Linked DNA regions of Mus musculus: regions 1 and 3 are each linked to region 2. The links are chromatin contacts, called in public HiChIP or PLAC-seq and promoter capture Hi-C maps. All regions are on one chromosome and are shown on one strand. Each heading gives the region's core, a stretch centred on a gene start, on an enhancer-like site or on the middle of the called end of the contact. The rest is flanking DNA. Distances are from core to core; before and after follow the strand shown.

Region 1 (4,434 bases), core at 761-3,260, 2.4 Mb before region 2:
ACAATTAAAACATCTGCCATTTTATTTTTCTTAAGACTTCTAGAAATTACTTTTCTTACCAGAGTACCATCATAAATGTGAGCTCCACTATCAGCCAGATTTCTAATCTCTTGATCTTTTGGTGCTGATCTTGCCTTTAAAGATCTAATCACCCATTTGCATTCCAAATTAGCATTTTTAAAAGCTAAAAATTCTATTAGTATTTTTCTGACTTCTGAATCTGATACTATTCTGTTTACAGCTGAAGTTAATCTTTGCAAAGTATAATTGAAGGCTTCTTTTGGGCTTTGTATAATTTTGGTAAGTGACTCAGACCTCTTTCCTGATTCTTCAACTTTATCCCTAGCATTTAAAGCTGCTAGATGACGTAGTGCCAAGGTGTGATCATCAAATTCAAGCGGCCTTTGTAACTCCGCATATTGACCTTCACCTAGCAATTGATCTTGGGAAAAATTAATACCTCTAGCCTGAATTAGTCATTCTGTGACCCTAGCTTCCTCTTTCCACGATGCTTGCCATTGTAAGCTTCCAATATTGCTGTTTCCACATTTTCTCCAGCCTTGGTGGATAATTCTGTTCTGAGTTGACCATAAATTCAATATCTGCTTCATACAGGATGGATGTATACCATATGAAATGATCGCTTCCTTAAATCTCCTCAAATCTATAGGATTCCCTGAAATTTCTTCATAACCTTGGGGGTGCCTATCATCTGCTGGTAGGTCTTGTATAGTAATTAGATAAACTAAGGTTGGTTTTCTAACAACCTGGGGCAGCCCTTCTTCAGTTTCATCATGCAGGGTAGGTTCTTGTCTAAATTTCTCTGTGTCTGAATATTTTTCCTATTTTCATTTATGAGTCTCTCTAAAGCTTGTATCTTATTAATCTACTTTTCATGGCTTTATTTTTATTGTATCTCTATAAATATTTTTCCTTTGAGCGGTTACAGAAAGCTACTATGGCTATTAAAAATAAAATATGAAATAATCAAATGATAATAATCATAGTTGGTATTGAGCAAATTTCAGTCAAGTCCATTTAGTCTTTTATTTTCTGCTTGTATTTTCAAGCCATCTAAAGTAGCACTATATGGAGTCCTAGTGTCTTGTATTATGGTATTTCCCATCCTGAACTCTCTTCTTGAAGACTTCTTAGGTGACTTAATAAATCAGATGTCTTCTCAGTTTGTCCTCAGCTGGAGTGATTTCTCTGTCTGTGGTGTCATGCCATAGGTTGGAGCACCAAATGTTGTTTTGCTTTTAAAATAAAATCCCAGTTGTTAGATTCACCAAATGAAGACCCAGGAGCCAGATGCTGGGGTGAAAGCCTGATGGCTCAGAGGAGCTGGGAAAGCACCCAGCCAACCTTCCTCTTCAGCCAACATCCCAGAAGGAAAAAGCCCTTTCTCCTTCTCCACTTCCTGTTCATCTCTCTCTCCCTCCTCCTGACTTGCTCTCACTCTATGGTACTTTCCTGTCTTCACTTCCTGTTAACTGGTTGCTTGCTCTGCCTCTTGACCTATGGTTGACTTTATTTAATCTTGTTTACAATAAACAGAAAGCTCTTGGATTAAAGGTGTGTGCTAGGGCTGAGCCATGTCACAACTAGAGACACGTTTTCCCAGTATACAATCTTGAGGTTCACCATGTAATCAAGTAGCCTGAGACAATTTCTTCATTCTCATAGCAATTTTTTTTTTTTTTTGGCCTTTGAATTATTTAGTCACTAGAATAGTGAGATAGACAATAGAAGTAATAAGAAGAGAGTACACTGTAACTGGTCTGTGTACATTCTGGTTGCCTGACAATTCTGAGATCTCATGGAAGGCTCTGCCTCACCCTGTGGATGGTTCCACCCCACCCTGTGGTTCCACTAGACCTCCTAGGACTCTATTGTGTTCTGACTCCATAGTTCTGCTAGGCCTTGCCTTCCTGAAAGTCTTCTTTGCTGGCTCTGCCTATGCCCAGGTCCCGGGCTGCTATCATATCTTTTGAAATCCAGGCAGAGGAAGTCATGCCCCACTGCTCTTACATCCTGTATCTACAGAGCTGGCACTGAGTGACCACTGCCACAGCTTGTCTTGTGGTAATTTTAGGAGGATGGGTCAAAATTCTCCAGAGAGGAGCGGTTGAGACAGCAGGAGGCTGTGAAGAATGTAGGGTGTGAAGGCTTATCTTAGCCCTTGGCAACAAGCCCCAAGATCTGGCTTCTCTTCTGATTATTTTTCTCTCTGAAGCTTGGCATTCTGGGTGTGAAATGGGAGGGACCTCAATAGAAGTCTCCAAGGGGCCTTTGGGGTCATTCTCCCATTGTCCTGTGTGAATAGACTCAGACCTCACTCTGTCTATCCTACTCTATCAAATGATTACTTAGCCACACCTGCATTTTTCTTTCATGAAATTGCTTTTAATTTTCTGCAGAGTTCAGGCTGAGAACCCTTCAGATCCCTAAGTTCTGTTTTATTTGATTTCTAGATTCCACTTTACAATCACATCTTTCTACTCACAATCTAGGGTGGACAGTTAAGCCACACAGCATCCTGAGTGCTTTGTGACCAAGCTTCTTCCACCAAATATCCTCTTTCCTCCTATTCTGTAAAGTTTTAGGGCACTAACAATTCAGCCATATTGTTAGCCACTTTATTACTAGGATGGTTTTTACTCTAGTTTCTGCACCACTTGTGTAATGTATAAGAAAGTCCAGACTTTCCCTACAGTTCTAATGTGAGCCCTTGCCTGACTCTCTGTTCACCTTAACTTTTCCTAGCCTGCACATGCGGATTTTTTTCTAGCCTCTCCTCTCTAGCCGGTTCCAAAGGTAATTTCACGTTTTCGGGTATTTGTAACAGTACTTGCCCTACTTATCAAGATTAGATCATTCTTAGTCTGCTTTGTGCTGCTTTAACCAAATTCTGTAGCCTGGATACTGTATAATGAATAGACGTTCATTTAGATCATGGTTATGGAGGATGCAAAATCCAAGATGAGGCCTTCTGGCTGATTCATCTTCGGACAGATGGAGGCAGAAGGAGGGGCAGAGAGTGGAAGTAGGGGAGAGGGTGAGAGGCCAAATTTGTCTTATTATAATAACTCCATTTCCAGCTTACAGAATCCATTCCTCTGTGTGTGGGGGGTGCAAGGGGAGGACACTGGTTCACTCATGAGGGCAGAACTCTCTGCCCAAAGTACTGAGAAAGGAACGCTAGACAGGTTTTCTATTACTGAGCCCTACACATCTCCTTATAGGTCCCGTCTCCCAATACCACACATTCAGGATCAAGTTTTCAATGCATGAACGTAAGGGCTCACATTTAAACCATATGAGGTATCCTAGTGCAGAAAAACCTGGGCAAGTGTGGGGATGGGGGTATGGAATATGCTGTGGGAAGGATCTAGGCTCTGTTAGTGTGCTTGGGGACACTTGCAGTTTATCAGTTTCTTTTCTAGTTGACATGGCAAAATACCTAACAAGCAATTTAAGGAAGGAACTGTTTGGTTTTTTGTTTGTTTGTTTGTTTGTTTTTGGCTCACAGTTTGAGGGTACAGTCCATCGTGGTGGGAAAAGCCTGGCAGTCAGGGTGAGAGGTGGCTGGTCACACTGCTTGCAAATCGGGGAAGCAAAGGGCCCTCTGCTGGTGCCCAGCTCACTTCCTCCCTTATAGTTAGTCTTGGCCACAGCCAGCTAGAGGAACTGTGATGCCTTTGGCGTGGTTGATCTTCCCACCCCAATGAAACCTAATCTGAAAGATCACTCAGACATACCTTAGGTGATTCTAGATCCTGACAGGTTGACAGTATCGATCATCAGGCATGCGTCTGATGTATCTGCAGGGCATAAGGATTGAATTTGTAGGTTCCTGGTTGCGCAATGCCAGCATCAGGCTTTTGAGATAGATGGTTTCTGAGATGGAGTGTTCTAAGCCAGAACAAGGCTTGGTGTTCCGTTTCTCAGGGAAAGGTGGAGATGGTAGATGGTAAGGGAGTGGGGCGAAGAGGTTTAGCTTTGGAGGAAAGCCTGAGGCAAGGGTAGCCTACGGTAGGATGATGCAGCCACAGACAGTTACTTTAAGAGAAGCATGTTTATTGGTCAGAGATAAAACTAGGAAGGGCCAAAAGGTGTGGCTTTGGCTGTACCAGATTCTGGGAAAGTGATAGATTGGGATTTCTCACCTAGGTGGTAGAATTTGGAGAGAAAACTGGTAGGTGAGTCTGAAGGTGTTAGAAGGGCTCTACTTTTTTCCCCTACAGAACTGAGAACCAGCGGGATATGGTTCCATAGTAGAGCACTTGCCTAGCATGCCAAAGGCTTGAGTTCAATTCATAGAAAAAAAATCAAGGTCTAAAGGGCATAGAGCCATTGAGCAAACCTTGGGCTGCCTGTCACCTGCTCAACCTTTGGGGGATATTGATCTAGTTGAAGTCCTTTTGGATAGCA
Region 2 (4,302 bases), core at 178-2,677:
TTTATATAACACGTACTATGACATTCAAATTTTTCTACTCTGTTTTGTTGTGTTTAGAAGCAACCTCCAGCTGTCTGACTTTCCCTTTGTTCATAAAAATCCACCTCACTCTACACACACGGAGGCACAGAAGGCCCAAGCAAAGCACATTTCAGTTTAATACAGGAAAACAGGGCTGGGGGATTCTTTTCAAATCTCTTAGGAATAAAAATACAAAAGAAAACCAAGAAAACAAAAACAAAAAAACAACAAAACAACAAAACTCAACCTTCTTAAGGTCCAAAGTCAACCTCTCTCCAAAGAAAAGTGCACATTAGTTTGTCCAGTGCCCTACAGAGCAAGCCACTTTCCTGTCTGCTCCTGGTATTTTGGGTATCTCTGCCACTTTCCTAGATGTGACATCAAGGGTCTGGGCACCCTGTTCCCAGATCTCTAGTTAGCACCCATGTAGACTCACTGAAGATGTAGAGGAAGGGTACTTGCAGCAACAAAAAAGGGGCGACTGCCTTGCTGACATTTCTGTCTCATGTTAGTGGTTATTATGACTATTGTGGAGGCACTCACCACACAAGAGAAATATATAAGCTGGGTGGCTAAATGGAGCCATCAGGACATCTGACAAAGTCCAGCTGTGGTTTTACCATATGGTGCATGTGGCACTGAGAGAACAACTTGGCATCCCTTCTGTATACTCTCCTTTTTCACAAAATATCGGCAACTCATAGGGATTACTGGGGTCTCTGCTGGGTAAAGGCGTGTGTCAAACTGTAACACATTACCAAATTACAAGGCAGTACTTAGGCAGACTGCTAAACATGCACAGCAGATCTCAGTGTCCCCTCCGAATTCAACATCTAAGTATTTCAAAAACCGTGTTGATATCATCCATGTGATTTTTAGAACTGGCTACTGCTGGGTTTGAATGTGTGCTTAGGACCTTTGTGATAAGGTTTTAACATCTCACTTTCTTATCTATGAAACGGGAATAAACGTTTCACTACTACAGAGTAGGATAAGACAATCAGGGTCTTTGCCGCATACCTAGTATTCAAAACCTAATATACAAATATATGTATGTATATATGTACACACACACACACACACACACACACACACACATGGAGGGGGGGAACACCACAACAGCACCAAAAAAATAAAGATGGGTAGGAGTTAGATCTGCCCTCTGATAAGAACTCAATGGCAGTCTTCCTGGTTTTCCTTCCAAATCAACAAGCTGTACCTAGGCCCTTGTTTCCCAAAGAAGGGGTAACTGTCACAGATCTTTCTCAAAATGTAGAAATAACATCAATAAAATGAGATCACAGATAACAAACATGCGTAGGCGACGCCACAGCCAGCCACAAAGGGAGCCTTTGAGAAGCGAGAGGGTCGCTGTTGACACACCAGCACACAGTTAGAGCTTCCTGGATGACTGGGAAGTCAAAGCAGGTGGCATCTTGCCTGCCCCCAACTCCACCAGGCAGGCCATGCCCATGGAGGGGTCAGCCGGTTGCTGCCCAGGAAGCACCTGTGAACAGTCCCACAGGCAGGCATGGGCCCTTCCCTCTGTGCAAACAGGCAGTGAGGACCTTGTCTCACCAGGCTTGTCAGGAAAAGGTGCTGAGATGCCTCACAGCGGAGTACATTCCAGCTGCAGGAGGGGACTGTTTCTCAACAGAACAGAGCAACAAGAAGGGGCAGCTTCCATGAAATAAGTCATTACTCAGACCGCATGGGCAGCTGTGAGGATACAGCTGGGTTCGTTGCTCTGCCTACCAGACTCCTAACCTACATTATGTCTTCCTCCAATTCAGACCCCTCCCTGGAACTGCCTTTAGCTGGCCCTGTGGCCAATGATTATGCAGAAAAGGAAGCTGTTGTACTGGAAGACATGACTCCTGGCCCAGCACTACCTGAAATGACATATTCAGAAATGATCCCAGACAAGTTGAAACCAGGCATTAACTGGGAAGCCTGTTACATGTGATCGTTGGGATAGCTTTGCACAATTCCTAATATCTTCTTGTACAAGCTGCCCTTTACAGAGGTACCCAAAAACTCCCCAGTGACTGAGTCAAAGTAGTGACCTGTCTACCTCATCAATAGCAGTCTATGTTGTTTACCAGCCTTTACTGTTGCCCAAAGTCACAAGCCATCAGTGTTAAGAGAAACCTTAGCTTTTCTAAGTGACTTACTTGGCCAATTAAGAAAGTGAGATTCAAAGCCCGGCGTGGTGGTGCACGCCTTTAATCCCAGCACTTGGGAGGCAGAGGCAGGCAGATTTCTGAGTTCGAGGCCAGCCTGATCTACAGAGTGAGTTCCAGGACAGCCAGGGCTACAGAGAGAAACCCTGTCTCAAAAAACCGAAAAGAAAGTGAGATTCAGAATAAATGAAATTATTTTTTCCCAGAGTCATACAAGCAGGTACACTGATATGGCTAGAATCCTCCTGACAGGAGCTCACTCATGCTCTCTCTCTCTCTCTCTCTCTCTCTCTCTCTCTCTCTCTCTCTCTCTCTCTCTCTCCCTCCCTGTGTGTGTCTGTCTGTCTCTGTCTACCTCTCTCTGTGTGTCTGTTTGTCTATCTATGTGAGTGTCTGTGTTTGTGTGTGTGTGTCTGCCCCCTCTGAAGTTGAACTTACAAAGTAAACTTTATATTTCATAAATAATACTTAATTTTACTCTGATGATAGGTCCCTCTAGTCAGTCCTGATTATTCTCCACTGAATTCTACACATGAGTAGTATCTGGATGGTGTAAGACAACTTACACAAAATATAAGGAATTTATCTAAAGGTTAGATAAAAATACCAAGAAAAATAAGAATCAGTATAATTATAAACAGAAGTTTATAATTAAGTTTATCACACTATAAGTATAATTTAAATTCAGACTTATCATATATTTTTATTTTGAATATGAATGACAATGAATGACCTTAGGAAAATTTGAGTTTCGTTCACACAACACACACACAAATAAATCATTCCTTTAGGAACAGGCACAAGGCCTGGCACGTAGTAGAAGCTTCTAAAGCCTTAAAAACAATCACCCGGAGGCTCACAGAGACTGGGCTATCAAGCAGGAATCATCTAGGGGCCAGACCTAGGCCTCCTACATTCATAGCAAATGTGCAGCAGCTCGGTCTTCCTGTGAGTCCCCTACCAAGGGAAGCATGGGCAGTCTCTGTCTCTGTTCCCTGCTGTTAGACCCCCCTTCCCCTACCCGACTGCCTGGTTGGGCCTCAGTGGGAAAGGATGTACCCAGTCTTGCTGGGACTAGATATCCCAAGATAGGGTGGTACCCAAGGTGGGGGGAAGGGAGGAGAGATTTGTAGGTGTGACTGGGGGCGGGGGAGCTGTGATCAGAATGTAAAGTGAAGAAAAATAATTAAATTATTGAGAAAAAAGTCATCTACAGACATAAATACCTGACTAAGTTATTTTCCATTTCTTCCCTTAAAAATATGTACCTGATTGATTCTGTCATGTTCTTTGAGGTTTAACGCCTATTCTGATAAACTGATACAGAGGTTTTAGCAACTAACAGTTATGAGTGGGAGGGAAAGTAATGCAAAGAAAAAAAAAAATGCTCAGCCCTCTCAGCCTCTCAGAAGCCTGCTCAGTAGCACTGTTCTGTCCTTGAAACCACCATCTTTGTTTTAAGCGTTGAAGTTTTATTATTTTCAATTATGTGTTCCTGAGAGAGTGTTCATGGGACTGTGGGTGTCCACTGAGGCCAGAAGTGCTGGGTCCTCCCAGAGACAGAGGTACAGCCAGCTGTGAGCCACAAGATATGGGTTCTGGGTACCTGAACCTCCGGTCCCTACAAGAGCAGTAGGTGCTCTGAGCACTGCCCATCTCTCCAGTCCTACCTCCCTATTCTTTAAGACAAAGGTCTTCCCGTGGCTCTTAAATCCTGACATCTAACAATTCTTTTCACTCTCTTATGAACAATACTTTATCCTTCAAGTCTTTCTTTATTCCAAACTTGCAGAGTTCTCATGTTGTTCTATATTAAAAGTAATTCCCCCTTCCCCTATGGCTCCTCAAAATGCTTCCGGGTGGCCTGTGATCTTCAGAAGGTTGGCCCATGAAAGCATTGTACCCAAAAACTATTGGAAAAAACCAACCAAACAAACAAACAAAAACCCAACACTCATCAGGCACAGAAAACGCTGAGAGCCTGGACCTATGCATAGCCTCATATCTGGCATGGGAAAAACAACATCTGGGTTATCCTGACCAACCACAGAAGCATGAGAAGTTTACTGAGTGTGAAAATGGCATCACAAAGAACAAG
Region 3 (4,989 bases), core at 1,006-3,505, 2.9 Mb before region 2:
AGGATAAAGGTCTAGGAGGAAGGGTTTATAACAAGTATGGTATCAACACTCTTTTAAAAAGTGTATGAGACCTCTTTCATAAGGATGGGTTCTACTGACTGAAAGACAACTCTCAGGAGTTGGGGAATTCATGCGGAGGCTAGTTCCACAGAACAGCAAAAGATCAGCATGTTATCTGCCTCTCTGTCTCTCTGCTTCCCAGCTACCACAAGATGAGCAGCTGTGTTCTGCTCCCTCTACTTCTACCCACCGTGATATTCTGCCCAACCATCACCTAAGAACAGTAGCCCTAAATGAGCATGAGCTCAAACTTGGAACCACAATAAATCTGTCCTCCATTTCAGTGTCTCTATTAAGTCACAGCAACAGAATGCTAACACACACCTCAAATACAATGTGCTCAAAGCTTAACTCTACCTCACCCAAAAAAGTCTTTTTCCAGTATCTCCTGTTCGAGAAAAGAACATTCAGCTGCACCAGCCAGAAATCTATGAACTAAGAAACCACACTTGATCTCTCACACCTCAGCCTTATAAAATATGTGTTCTGGTCATAGACACAAAATATATCTGTCTTTCCCCTTCTTAATATCCTGGCCATTACCATCCTAGCCTACGTACCACAACCTATGCCTCGAATATGCAATTATGTCTCATTCAGATTTTACATAAAATTGTGCATTCCTCTAATCCATTATTCTCAAGGAAAGAAAATAATTTCAAGAATAAACCTGAGTATTTCATAGCATGCCCCAATTCTGCTTCAGATACCCAGTTCCATAGTTCTTTGGCTAAAGTCAGATTTGCTCCCATTGGCCTACATGACCTACCTCTTAAGCTCATCTCTACTGCCTACCTTTGTTCTGTTTCTCAAATCTGAGTCTGCCATCTGCCTACATCAAGGCCAGCCTGGGCTACATGGCAAGCTCCTAACTTTGAGGTATAGAAATGAAGCTGAATGTCCAAAAGTAGGTAAGAAAATGAATCATCTAACCTTGCTTAAGACACATTAGCTGGAGGTTCCATGCTAAAGGAAATTCCATACAAGCATTACATGAAAGCAGGATATTTGTCCTAAGAATGTGTGTAATAAAGTAGTGTCACATTGTCCATCAAGGGGTAGTCATTCAGTTTTCATAAATTCTTAACTGCCTCAGAGGTAGAGCAAGGGCCCTGATTAAAAAGCTAAGTAGGCAAGTGATAAGAGGCAGAGGCAGGTGGATTTCTGAGTTTGAGGCCAGCCTGGTCTACAAAGTAAATTCCAGGACAGCCAGGGATATACAGAGAAACCCTGTCTCAAAAAGCAAAAAAAAAAAAAAAAAACCTCAACAAAAAAAGAATTGTTTGGAAGATTTAAGCATTCTAGCATTTGAGGGGTGGGGGTACGTATGAGTGCTCTGTCTGATGAACACCCGCTCCCAGAAGAGAGCATAAGATCCCTTTATGAGCCAACCATGTGCAACTATGTGATTACTAGGAATTGAACTCAGGACCTATGGAAGAGCAACCCGTGCTCTTAACCCCAGAGCTATCTTAACAACCCAGCTTTCTATATATTAAGAAATAAACACCTATTTGTATTTGATGTAGAAAGTTAAAGTACGGGGGATGGGGGCCTCTTTTCCGATCTTACCCTCAGTAGTCCCCAAAGCACTAGGGTCCCTTTTTTTTTCTTTGTAAGTACACAAATCATTGTAAACGTCAGACATACATGTAATATTTTTATTATACTATTTTGTTAACAGTACGCTAGAAAAGGAGGGCAATAATAGTGCGTTCTGGAAGAGTGCATACCGTGCCGCGGGGACCGCTGCAGCTGGAATTGGTCGGGCGGTCCTATCGCGGGTTGCAGTGGAGACCGACTCACGAGCCGGGCCAGCCACGCCCCAGAACCCTCCCCTCCGCTACCCTCCGACGCCGCCGGCCACAGCCAAGAGCGGCTGCGGCACGGAGCAGGGCCAGCCCGTTGCCTAACCGCCAGACTAACACCCACACGACCAAGAAACAGATTCCGCGCCACGGTCCGGCGGGTTCCCACTTCAGCTCCACGCCCCAAACCCCGCTTCCGGGCCCGAGGTTGGGGAGGGCTTAGAGAAAATGTGCACCAATCGTTATGTAGACGTGGAGAACGTCTGGCCTCTGGACCAACGAGAGAGATGGTGGGCGGAGCCAAAGGCGTGGGCTCTCTTCGGGATTTAAACTTGAACAGCGGACCGTTAACGACTACGCTGAACGTGGAGGTGTCGTGCGCCTGCGCGAGTGGGAAACAGCGTTCCGGGGTGAGCCGCGACTGCTAGACCCTGGGCAGCGGCGGCCGAGGCTGGTGAGGATCACGGAGCCGGAGCGGTGGACCTTTCCTGGGACAGGGTGCAGCGGAGCCCACGCTCTTTCCCTCGGCCGCTGCGCGTGGATTCGCGTTTTCTTCCCTGCCAGGTTCTGGCGTTCAAGGTAAATCTCGGCAGCGTTGCTCGGGACGTCTTTAACTCGCAGCCCGAGCACAGGCCGCCCAAGCCCCTGCAGGTCACAATGTAATGTACACCTTGCCTGCGCCACTTTTGCCCGGTGGGCAAGCGAGTGGACAGAGCCCTCCCTGCCAGCATGGAAACGGGGACGGGTCCCTGGGGAAGTCGAGCTCACGGCACGCCCGTGGCCAGATGGTGCGACTGGTGGTGTTATTGTTGGAAGAGCAGGGAAGTAGCCTCAGGTTTGGGTTACACCTTCCGTGGATTCAAGTGTACAGCCGGCTTGCTTAGGATTTAGGATAGCAAGTAAAACTGAAGGAACCCCTCTGGGTGATCTTACCCCAGAAAGAGTGAGAAAACCCGTATAAAAACTATACAATACAAACAAAAATATCACTGTGCCCTTTCTTTCAAGTTGGCTAGGTTTTTTCAGTGTGCAGTGCTGATGAAAGTGAAAATAGAGGCACTCTAACGCGTGTGTTGAGGTAATAATCAGTTTTTCTAGAGAGCAGTTTGTCATTCAATTTAGAAGTTAAATTGCACCATAATTTCAGTTATAGCCAAATACAGGAATTTAAAGGGTTAAAAATCCCACCCCACCCCCCAGCCCTGAATCTTTTTACTGTAACTAGGTAATCCTGGAGCATTAAACTGTTTGAGGGTTTTTTGTTTTTAAGGGAAAGGTAATTTTAGTCACTATTACCCATATTTATCCTCGATATATAAGATGGCTTAGCTTGTGAGATCGTTGTAAGCAAAGGAACTGAGTATAACCTATAAACATGAGAAGTTGCATTTCACTTGTAAGCATCTACATATTTGAGGTGTAAAAATGAAGGGGACATAATTTGAACACAAAGGAACAGGACTTTATCACTGTAAGGATGCCATTAAAAATCATCTTGGCTTTAGTCTAAAATCACCCCAGGCCAACTCCAGAAGAGATATATACATGTCTCAATTAAACTTCAAAACCTTTTGAAGTAATTCCACTTTTTAAGTGAAGTAAGCTTTATTCCCTACTTTACATTTTTCTAACATTCAGTCCTACTTTGGAGTTTGTATAAATATTCTCTCTCTGAAGTAATTTTGTAAAAATACCTTTAGGAGCTTCTCATTGACTGCTTCTGTGATGACAACCAAGAAGCTAACTGAACCCATTTTCTTTTATATTCATCCCCAGACAACCTCTTAAGAGGATTTGCCTCAGCCTTGAACTCTTGCTTCTATAGACTCCAGAGTGTAACTAACACCCTTCAGTTAGGGCTCCCCCACCCCACTCCTGCCCCAATGTACTGTGCTTTAGAAATGACTTTTTAAATAAGAATGTTTCTTAAAGTCAGTTTTTCTTTTCTAGGTTTCCTTTTTGTTAACTCAAATACAGCCAGTCAAGGAAAAACAAAATAAGGTAAGAAACTGCTCTGAGGCTCAGAGTTGGGATCCCAGTGCCCAATGGACGCCTTACAAATACCTCGAATTTCAGCTCCAAGGACTCAAAAGATGCCTTCTCCTGACCTCCATGAACACTTGAACTCACACACACACACACACAAAACTCTTCAGAATTTTAAAAATTCAAAGACAAAGCAGTCCTTTTTAAGACTGTTCCATGACAAGTGACTTGTGTCACTGCTTTCCTGGCTCCTCTGCTGGGCCGTGAAAGTTAGTACTGTGCTGTACACTTCTGCACAAGTTACTCACCCATCTTATGCTCTTTGATCTTCTAAACTGGAACTCTTTCCTGAAATCTTCAATTCTCTACCATCCTCCAACGCTAGGAGCCCTAGCATTTAGGCAGCACCAGAATACTGTAAATACTGTGTGTTCTTACATGTTCCTTTAGTTAGCAGTTTCAGGATATGGTGTGTTTTGGGTCTTGAACTTCGGTTTTATTTGTTTAATAAATCTGCATAACGCTACTATAGTGACAGGTGACTAAGGTAGAAACCTAAGTTATTTTGCTAAGGTTACTTTGCTAAGTTACTTTGCAATGAGTTAAGAATTGTGTATGCTTCAGTACATATTAGCATTTATAAATATTAGTAATACTTTTCCTACATAATTTCTTTTAAAATTTCTCTGTGGTTCTAGAAAATAATGAATGTGACACACTGCTTACCCAAATTAACTTTTTGTCAATTTCCAGCCATACTAAGTATTTTGCTAATTTCCAACCCTTTAGGAAACTTGTATTTTCCACCTTGGGTTCAAAGCTTTTTCATGTGTGGTTGTTGAGAAAGGGTTTCTAATAGCCCAGGTTGGCCTTCAAGTCACTGTGTGGTGAAAACTTTGAACTTAGATTCTGTCTCCACCCAAAGGCTGGGAGTATAGGTGTTTGCCTCCACACCTTGAGACTCAAAACTTTTTTCTTTCTTCTGTCTCAAGTTCTGCAAAGTTGAACCTTCCAGAACTTGGTCAACAAGAAACAAAAATGTTTTCACAACTCTAAAGGGTCCTAAGATGAGTTCAATATATCATTTTATTCAGAACCTAAAAGTTTTTACTCCTACCCTTACTAAAAAGTTTCT

Evidence for each region. Promoter capture Hi-C pulls out the DNA fragments that hold promoters and counts their contacts. HiChIP or PLAC-seq counts read pairs in DNA pulled down with a chosen protein or histone mark.
Region 1: an H3K27ac HiChIP or PLAC-seq map of large pre-B cells shows a contact between it and region 2, with 5 times the contacts expected there. The contact joins two enhancer-like sites. A contact is called at or near these places in 1 of 115 datasets of contacts at active chromatin or transcription factors (large pre-B cells) and 1 of 9 other capture datasets (embryonic stem cells).
Region 3: a promoter capture Hi-C map of pre-B cells shows a contact between it and region 2. The contact joins the promoter of Hyls1 here to the enhancer-like site in region 2. A contact is called at or near these places in 2 of 39 promoter capture datasets (liver and pre-B cells), 1 of 484 Hi-C or Micro-C datasets (adipose-derived mesenchymal stem cells) and 1 of 115 datasets of contacts at active chromatin or transcription factors (astrocytes).

Annotation. Positions count from the first base shown.
Region 1 is chr9:35,059,302-35,063,735 of GRCm38.p6, reverse strand. All of the region lies in intron 1 of St3gal4 (ST3 beta-galactoside alpha-2,3-sialyltransferase 4), which reads left to right. Gm51705 (a long non-coding RNA gene) reads right to left here. Exons shown (of 3, transcript XR_003948316.1): 3 at 3,771-3,824. Among named protein-coding and RNA genes, the nearest start is that of Gm51705, 6.7 kb to the right of the region's middle. Within about 2 kb of position 2,010, at least 55 of the 459 cell types and tissues checked have an H3K27ac peak or open chromatin away from gene starts, as enhancers often do.
Region 2 is chr9:32,703,451-32,707,752 of GRCm38.p6, reverse strand. All of the region lies in intron 3 of Ets1 (E26 avian leukemia oncogene 1, 5' domain), which reads right to left. Among named protein-coding and RNA genes, the nearest start is that of Ets1, 69 kb to the right of the region's middle. Within about 2 kb of position 1,427, at least 93 of the 459 cell types and tissues checked have an H3K27ac peak or open chromatin away from gene starts, as enhancers often do. A contact at or near this core is called in pre-B cells, where this site is marked.
Region 3 is chr9:35,567,335-35,572,323 of GRCm38.p6, reverse strand. It overlaps Hyls1 (HYLS1, centriolar and ciliogenesis associated), which reads left to right and starts at 2,255. Exons shown (of 4, transcript NM_029762.1): 1 at 2,255-2,447; 2 at 3,819-3,869. Pus3 (pseudouridine synthase 3) reads right to left here. Exons shown (of 5, transcript NM_023292.5): 5 at 4,923-4,989.